Regions from separate parts of the Sander lucioperca genome. Here region 2 is linked to region 1. Evidence: chromatin contacts called from public Hi-C data. All regions are on one chromosome and are shown on one strand. Each heading gives the region's core, a stretch centred on a gene start, on an enhancer-like site or on the middle of the called end of the contact. The rest is flanking DNA. Distances are from core to core; before and after follow the strand shown.

The links. A called contact is a pair of places that touch in the nucleus more often than the background predicts.
Region 2: a Hi-C map of liver shows a contact between it and region 1, with 8 times the contacts expected there. The contact joins the promoter of gdf3 here to the promoter of creb1b in region 1. A contact is called at or near these places in 2 of 2 Hi-C or Micro-C datasets (liver and muscle).

What each region holds. Positions count from the first base shown.
Region 1 is chr8:36,941,739-36,945,886 of SLUC_FBN_1.2, forward strand. It overlaps creb1b (cyclic AMP-responsive element-binding protein 1b), which reads right to left and starts at 2,734. Exons shown (of 8, transcript XM_031279699.2): 1 at 2,555-2,734.
Region 2 is chr8:37,182,331-37,186,658 of SLUC_FBN_1.2, forward strand. gdf3 (protein DVR-1) reads right to left here and starts at 1,302. Exons shown (of 2, transcript XM_031279512.2): 1 at 915-1,302; 2 at 1-74. The coding sequence starts at 1,203. It overlaps trappc10 (trafficking protein particle complex subunit 10), which reads right to left. Exons shown (of 23, transcript XM_031278749.2): 23 at 3,310-4,328.

The DNA.
Region 1 (4,148 bases), core at 1,484-3,983:
GTCCAATTGTCTTCAGGTCCTTCAAATAAAGTTTCTTTTTTGGAAAACGAACTGCAGATATCTTAAGAAAATGTTCTTACATTTATTCTAAATCATATAGGAATGAAGGAACCTCAAAGGATGTTCCCAGAATGTTCCTGCAATCTAAAAAGGTTGGGAATCCCCCTGATGCCCAAAAATGTAATTCTAGTTCTAGTCTATGGTAAAGAAAAGTTGGTCTTCTGCTGCACCAACAGTAGTCATACAATTCAGTATGAAGATATGGGTGCTGAACTCAAGGAGGCTGAATGTGTGCACTTGATAATAGCATCTGCATCTGGTCTTGATTAATTACGTGGTGGAGCACTTAGGAAAACATCAGGGCAATTGTTAAATAACTGGTCCTGAGGTACCTTCAAACAGGACAGGACAATGATGTTCCGTGTTGACTGATCTTATTTTTCGGGGTTCCACCTGTAAATTCAGAATAGTTCCATTTCTGCCACTGACCACTTCCATCAAAGTTTATTACACCATAAATAACAATATATATATATATACACAAGTTTTTCTTGTCTCAAAGTACCTTAACTGTGACCCACTGCACCTTACTGTTTTTTAAAGTGAGAAAAATACATTTGTGTCAGGTCCTACGCAGATGTAAGAAGTTATGACTTAGATAGCTGTATAAGTCTGTAATGAAAGAATATGAATGGTTTGGCATTAAATTATGTTTTAAATAAAATAATAAATGGGCTCTTATGTATCACGAGGTATTCAACAATATCAAAGATTTACAAACCACTTTCTCTGATACAGAGATGCCACAGATGTTTGTTTTTTTACCGTATAGTGCTTAAAATGTACAATAGATGTACAATATGATGAATATGACAATAGGATGCTAATCAAGACAAGCAACCTGCCATAAATATAATCTTCTACATTTATGAATCTGATAGTGTTCAGTTTTTGTTGACACCTTGACACAGAGTGGTGTTGATTCACCTGCATTCTGGAGGATGTAGTTTGTGGTGGTGTCAGAATGGATTTCATTTTAGTTCAAGGTGTTTCTATTCATATTGAATACACTGTGGGAAAATATTAGAAAAACCAAATGGAGAATGAAATGAATGAATAAAGAAAAACGTTGAAGGCCAAAAGGGGGTGTGGTGCTACAGTGGTTACAAGTTTGTCTGGATGAACTGTTTATACAAGACTGGCATCCCAGCATGTACTGCTTACAATAACGATGATGTGGTCTTCAATCCCATGTTCTGATATTTTTATTTATTATATATTTATTTCTTGTTGGTGACAGAGTTTCGCTCAAGTCAAAAGGACAATATTTGCCTCTGAAATGAAGTCGAAAGTATGACTTTCTGTCATGCTGGTTTTGCACATGACCATACCACTACTTTTGGCACTACCCTCATTCCCACTGTAAACCAAAGTCTCTCTAGGTATACACTGTATGTATACACGTTTCTGTATATAAAAGTAACTGAATATTGTTTAATTTGATTCTATTTAAAATATTTGTATGAATGTTCTATGCGTCGGTTGAATTAATAAAGTACAGGTAGCTCAAATTTGTACTTACAGTAAGTACAGTACTTGAGTAACTGTACTTAGTTACTTCCACCACTGATAATAACCCCTGTGATTCAACCCTGTCTTACTAGACAGAAGAAAGTAATTCATCTTCTGGATACTTTAAACTCTTGTTGATCCTCCTGCTCTGAACCAATCCACCTGCAGACATTATCATTATAATAAAGGAGCTTATGAGCCTGGGAGATCTGACTGCAGGCGGCTCAGTGAGTGTTGATCTGGTAACGTGTTGTTCAGTGATCTCACACTGTGCGTAGCTTCTCTCTGCTGCATGATTGGCTTTACACATTTCTCCCTCTGCTTTTCAAAAATCACTTACAAGTGTGACAGCAGTGCCACATGGCCGGGCAACGCCCCCTCAACGCACACACCGAAACTATTCAAACTAAAAATACAAGATGCTTGTTGAATCTCCGGGCCTGAGTTCATGTTTTCAACATGCAACCAAACGCGACGGCCTGCACATGGCCGATTTCTATCAAGACAAAATGAATGGAAAAAAGAAACAAGATAATTATCGACAAGTTGAGCAGGTGTAGATTCAGAAATAATATATATGAGATTGCAAACATTAAATTAAATCGAGCAAATAGCAGAAATAAATTAACATATCGCGGCTGATGTGTCCAATGCGCCGTTAACTGGGAAAACTGCGCACATCTTTGCGCATACATCTCTGTTTCTTATAGCATAGTTTGCCATTTGAGTGTATTAACAACGCTAAAGTCCTATCACAGTTTCTGTTGTGTTAACCCACAGACTGTCACTCCTGGTTCTTTATCAAAGCCGCACATTTGCTCCCTTTCTCCCAAACAGCCGCAGCCTCCCCTCCCTCCATCCTGCTACAAACACACCGCGGCGCCATGATCTCTTTGTTTCCTTCGGGCCGAACCCGACCAGACCAACACTTTATTCGGCCGCGACCGGTCTCTCTGAGACCCGGGCAGCGCTCCGTCCTTACCGATACAGACTCCCTTCGTCACTCCCGGGCCTCCGGAGCTCCACTTTTATTCTGGCCGACACGTAAGAGCCCGCGTCAGGCTACACCTCCGCCGCGTCACCGGGAACAACAACACGGAGATTGGAGAAGAACGAGAAAGCAGATGGCGACAGTGGGCGAAAATGACCGACGTGGGAACGGAGAAGGGCGGGAAATACCGAGGAGAAGCGGATCCTAACGACACCCTCCTGCTTCGTAAAGCGTTTGCCAAAAGCAGTTTAATAATTATGTAAGGAGAACAACAATTAGATTAACACGGTGGTCATAAAAGCCTGTTATTAACTAGAACTTAAAGGGTCGTTCGGTTCACCTAAATCACATAAAACTGATTTTCTTCTTTTATTTTTAGTTGAATATGGTTATGAAACTGGTTTTGGTGGGCAGTACAGGCAATTTCAGTGAAGGATCTGTAACAGGCTTGCATTTACTCCAACACCGAACCAATTTTGAGGTGCTTGTACTTGAGTATTTATTTGAGTATTTTGAGTATATTTTTTTTATTTGTATGTTAGGCTACTAATTCACTACATTTTATTTTTACTTCACTACATGTATTTAATACCTCCAGTTAGGCTACTAGGTACTTGCAGATTTAGAGTAGAAATACAAATATAAATCCAGTAATAAATTATGATATGTAATTATTGATTAAGGATTTTGGTACGCTTAGTAAGCCTATGTTTTGATTCTTATAGCCTACTTTTGTTTTACTCAAGTAGGATTTTGAATGCAGTATTTTAAAACTGTGGTATCGCTACTTTTACATAAGTAAAATATTTGGCTACTTCAACCACTGGACAAAGTGAACTCTGTTAATCATCCCAGGTAACCATTACATTGTTTCCATGGTATACAAGTTGATGTTTAATTTGTTTATGTCATCTTTTTACGTTATCATCAGTACAAACATAATAGTATTTCCAAGCTAATGGTACCTATATGCATAAGATACCAAAAAGGGGAATTATGTTTTGTGATTAGGTGTACTGACCGTTTAAAGTTGTATTCATAAAATCTTACTACAATACAATATCTGGTGTATTGAATGGCTGGTACATAACTGCTCTGGGCTACTACACTATAAGAAATAGGACTTTAAAGTAGAATGTGACAGGTCGGTAGAGACACTTCAAGGAAGAACCTTCTCTTGATTCTCTTATTGCAATGCTGAGCATAGTTTAGGGAGGCTGGAGCCTGTCTTTGCTCACACTGGGCGAGACAGGGTCTATTCTTGAGATCACATTCACACACATGGACAAGTTAGTCTCCAGTTAACTGCCAGGAGTAACATTCCCGGTGGATTTAAACCCAGGACCCTCTAGCTGTGAGGTGGCAGCGCTAACCACTGCACCACCATCTGGCTTGTATACATCATCGTGACAACTAAGTAAAGAATCTCTACACATTTACTTCTGCTACTCAACACTATTCATTCACACCCCTCCACATGCATACTTGTAGTTATTTTTCTTCAACAAATAGGTCTTCACAGAAGACATTTTGACATGTCACAGGTGTAAATAATAAAATGAATGATGGCTGAATTTCATTTAGC
Region 2 (4,328 bases), core at 52-2,551, 240 kb after region 1:
GACGGACATGTTGAAGAAAAGCTGCTTCTCCAGACAGGCCTGACAGCTGCTGCTCCAGCCTGACATCAGCCTGCCTGCAAAACATCAGCGGGGAGAGGAGCATTTTAACAGCAAGGGTTTATTTAGGTTTTATATTTATGTGGCGATGGGATGCATGATAACCTAAATAAGAATAATAATCATTTGTCATGACCGATTACTTCTCACTCAAACACACACTGTGGTTGTACTCACTCTGCATGTTTAGCAGCACAAATAAAGCACATTTGCAGTAGGATTTAGTGCAAACACCTTAAAATAATAAGCCTTTTGTTGTCTATTTTTATAGAAATGTTGACAAAAAAATTGCTCTGCCATGTTTCTGATAACACTTTGATCAATAAATAGTGTGTATTCTCTCTCTCTCTCTCTCTCTCTCTCTCTCTCATATACCGGAGTGCAAATCTTGGCAGAACCTGCTTTTTTTTTATAAACACAGATGTGCAAAACTTTGCACAACCACAACACATGGAATACGCCACTATGAGGCCAGTTACACAGTGATACTGATAAAAATGCCATATTTGTGCAATGCAAAGGAATATTAGTACATAAGAATTATAAAGTCTATCCAAAACTCCACAAGTAGGCCTACTAATTTACTATTTTCTTTAAACGCATTTTTATTTTCTTCAACATTGTGAGCAGATTTTAAAAAATGCTGAAATGTATTTCAGAAGCATAATTACTAAAAATATCTAGAGTTCTGCCTTTAATTAATTAGAAGTTTAAAGGCAGAATTTACATTTGATCGGTCTCCATCTAGGCCTAAGTTGTGGTCATGCGGAAGCAACTACACTTCACATGACAACTTGAGCACATTTGGCCTTTACAACCAGTCAACATTAGCCTACACACTAAATATGATGACCTACCTTGGTCTTGCACGTATCGGATGATGTTGCCGCGGACTCCGTACTCAGACACCGTGCAGGGGTCGCTCTCCCGGGCCTGGATGTTCTCTGACCTCCGGAACATTCTCCAGAGCGGGGAGGGGACGTGGCGCCGGGGCTGGTGGCTCCCCGCGGGCCGAGGCCGCTCGGAGAGCCCCAGGGAGCTGAGGAAGAGCCGCTCCTGGCTCCTCATCTCCTCCACATGTGAAAGAGCACACACACCGAGGAAACACGCCGCTAGCAGCAGCAGAGGAGTCACGTTTGGCCTCATGTTTGATTGTATTACTCAGGTCTGTTGGTACCTCACCTGTAACGTTGTTCCCAGAGACAGCGGGGCGTTTGTTTTACCCTGTGAAACCTCCCGGTGTGCAGCTGCATAATTATGGTAATGAGAAGCGGGCAGACAGGCAGAGATAAGGTGAGCGGGCCGGGAAGAGACTTAGAGACTTTTACCATATAAGTGTGAGATTCACCAAGCCCAAGAGTTTGAGTTATAGACGAAGAAGTTAAAATAGAAAGCTGGTGAGTTGATTAAAGGGTCAATTTACCCAAAGTAGGCTATATCAAATTAAGATAGGCCAACTAGTATTACTGAGATGGACATTACTTCAATTTCATTCAAAACAACAAATATTAGGCCTATTTAAAAAAGACAAAAGCAGCATAAATACAGATATGGTGATGGTTACCCAAGATAATCTTAAGACTTCTCTGTAAACTGTTTAACTTCTGTCTAACAATGTAGTCCCCCAGTGAAACCATTGTTAACATTGGGATGTTACTGGCACTACATAAAAGGTCAGGAGATACCAACATGATTTGGATTATCATCTGGAGACCACAAATGTCTGCCCCAAATTTTGTAGCAATTTGAACGATTTCAACCGACACAGCTAACTTGACTTAACATGATCAAAACATAGCAACAACATGCACTGGCAGACTGTGCCTGAAATCTTTCTCTCCTGCATGTTTACATCAAAAATCGTTTGTTTTCAACTTAAAGTCACTGTTTGTTTCACCCCTCTAACCCCTCACGAACGCTGATTAGGCTAAACATTAAAACCACTTTGTGTAGAATATGAATACATAGATAGGAAGAAAAAAGACTTTGGTGTATAGTAGTAGTATAAAAAATGACACATTGCACACTACTAATTAGCATGTCTACCCGGTGTCTATCCACAACTAGAGAGAGATTGTAGCTAGAAATACACACACCAAACCCAACAGAAAAAAGATCACCATGTTAAACTAATGCTAGAGTTTATTCAGCAATATTTCAACCCAAAGCTGTGAGGTCTGCAGTGTGTTAGAGGCATTACTGAACAGTTCTGCCAGCACTTTGAGTTTCTTACGCCATCTCGTGTCCATTACAGGTATTTCCTCTCTGTAATTCTACAAACTGACAGCACCAATACATTCCCTTTCAGACAGTGTAGTTTATATTTTTAAATGCCCAAGGCGGTAAAAGCATCCAGTATTTCACACAAAAACAGCCAGTATTTCACACACACACACACACACACAAAAAAAAAACAAAAAACAAATTCACTTGTTTCTTTCTCATCCTTGATCTTGCAACCCCACAGATTTAGTCCTGACTCCCATGTTGGCAGCATCACATTTTAGTATCCAGCTCAGTCTTTGCAAGTCAGTGTTGTCTGTTGTCCCTCCACAAAAAGAAGTTGGTGCCCAATTCCTACTTAAACCACACAATAATCACAGCTAAAAAAAAATTGAAGTTGAACATTTTTCTAAATTAACACTTGGACTTAAAGTTTGATTTTTCATTTGTCGCTGAACTTCCAAAGATAATTGAGCTCCTTCTGCTTCGTTGTGCTCAGTTTTGATTTCTGTTATAACTTATCCATAAAATAGTTTGTTTCGTCTTTTTTTTTTTCTTATGTTACACTATATGATCAAAAGTTTAAAACCACTGTCCACATTCTTAATACTACAGCAAACAATAATATTTCCGACAAGTGTTCTTCCAACTTTGTGTCGTTCTTTAACATGACAATTCCTCCGTGCACAAAGTCATATCCATAAATAATTGGTTTTCTGAGTTTGGTGGGAAAGAACTTGACTGGCCTGCACATAGTCCTGAACTTAACTCCATTTAACAGCTTTTGGATGAACTGGACTGCAAACTGAGAGCCAACATCAGTGTTGGACCTCACTAATGCTCTGAAGCAAATTCCTGCAGCCAGGTTCCAAAATCTGGTGGAAAGCCTGAAACCATGAAAATGGAGGCTGATATAGCAGCAGATAAATGCACGTTTTAGACATGTTTAACAATCACTTCTTCTGTGAGGAGACCTTCTTTATCTATAATGTTCTTGCTAACATGCCATTATAAACACCATACATCGAGTCAGTTCCAATGATTTTTTTAATATAGTTGGAAATCAAAGATGATTTTGATTTGAATCATTATTTACAGATCAGTATGTACAGTGGTCAGAGAGAAGCCGGAGGCTGTAGTTGCACTGTGTGTGTGTGTGCACCAGGGGGGAGGAAAGGACGAAGGAAAGGACGCGGGCGGGCGGGGCTGACATTCATCCTCTCAAATAAATGAATAAATAAATCCAATAAAGACTTATTACATTCATCTATTCAACACCTAAAGGTATGTGTGCATAGCTCGGATATGGATTTGGCGACGCACACCCAAACACACACAATAAATATACACACTGTATATGAACAATCCACTGATAAGGTAAGACAATAGACAGACTATAATGTGCACTGGCTGATCTCACCTGATCACACACACACACTCGTACAGAAACATACACGTAAACCCTCACACATACACACAACTACAGCTGAACCCTTACAGTCTATGAGCTGAACACACCGCTACTCAGTCGGAAACTCATGTCGTCAATGGTTTTACATTTGAGAATTTTGTGCTGATGTCTGCATTTCCGTTTTTGTTCAAAATGAATACAGTTATCCAATAAATCTTACTTGTATGTTTTAAGACATTTTCATAATCACTGGCGACTTTTCTAGGAAGCCCAGAGAGGCAAGAGAGAATTTTCTTTTGAAGGGTTTGTTGTTGTAATACTCATTTCAACCACAAGAGGCTGAAGTGCACCACTACCCCATTTCACCCATTTTCAAAGATGGAAAAAAAATGAAGAACAAGAAAAGAGAAAAGAGAAAAAATTTGCCCGGGAATAAAAATATTTTTTTCCAGACGTTTTCAGATGAAAAAATGAATAAAAACATTCTCTCTTGCCTCTCGCGGCTTCCATACTTTTTTTATCTTGCAGGTACAAAAACTATTCTCTTTGCTGTTATACTTGTAATAAAACTGATATTTAGAATACATTATTTAGTATAGTAATGTACATTTTCATCTAAATTTTTACCAAAACTCTA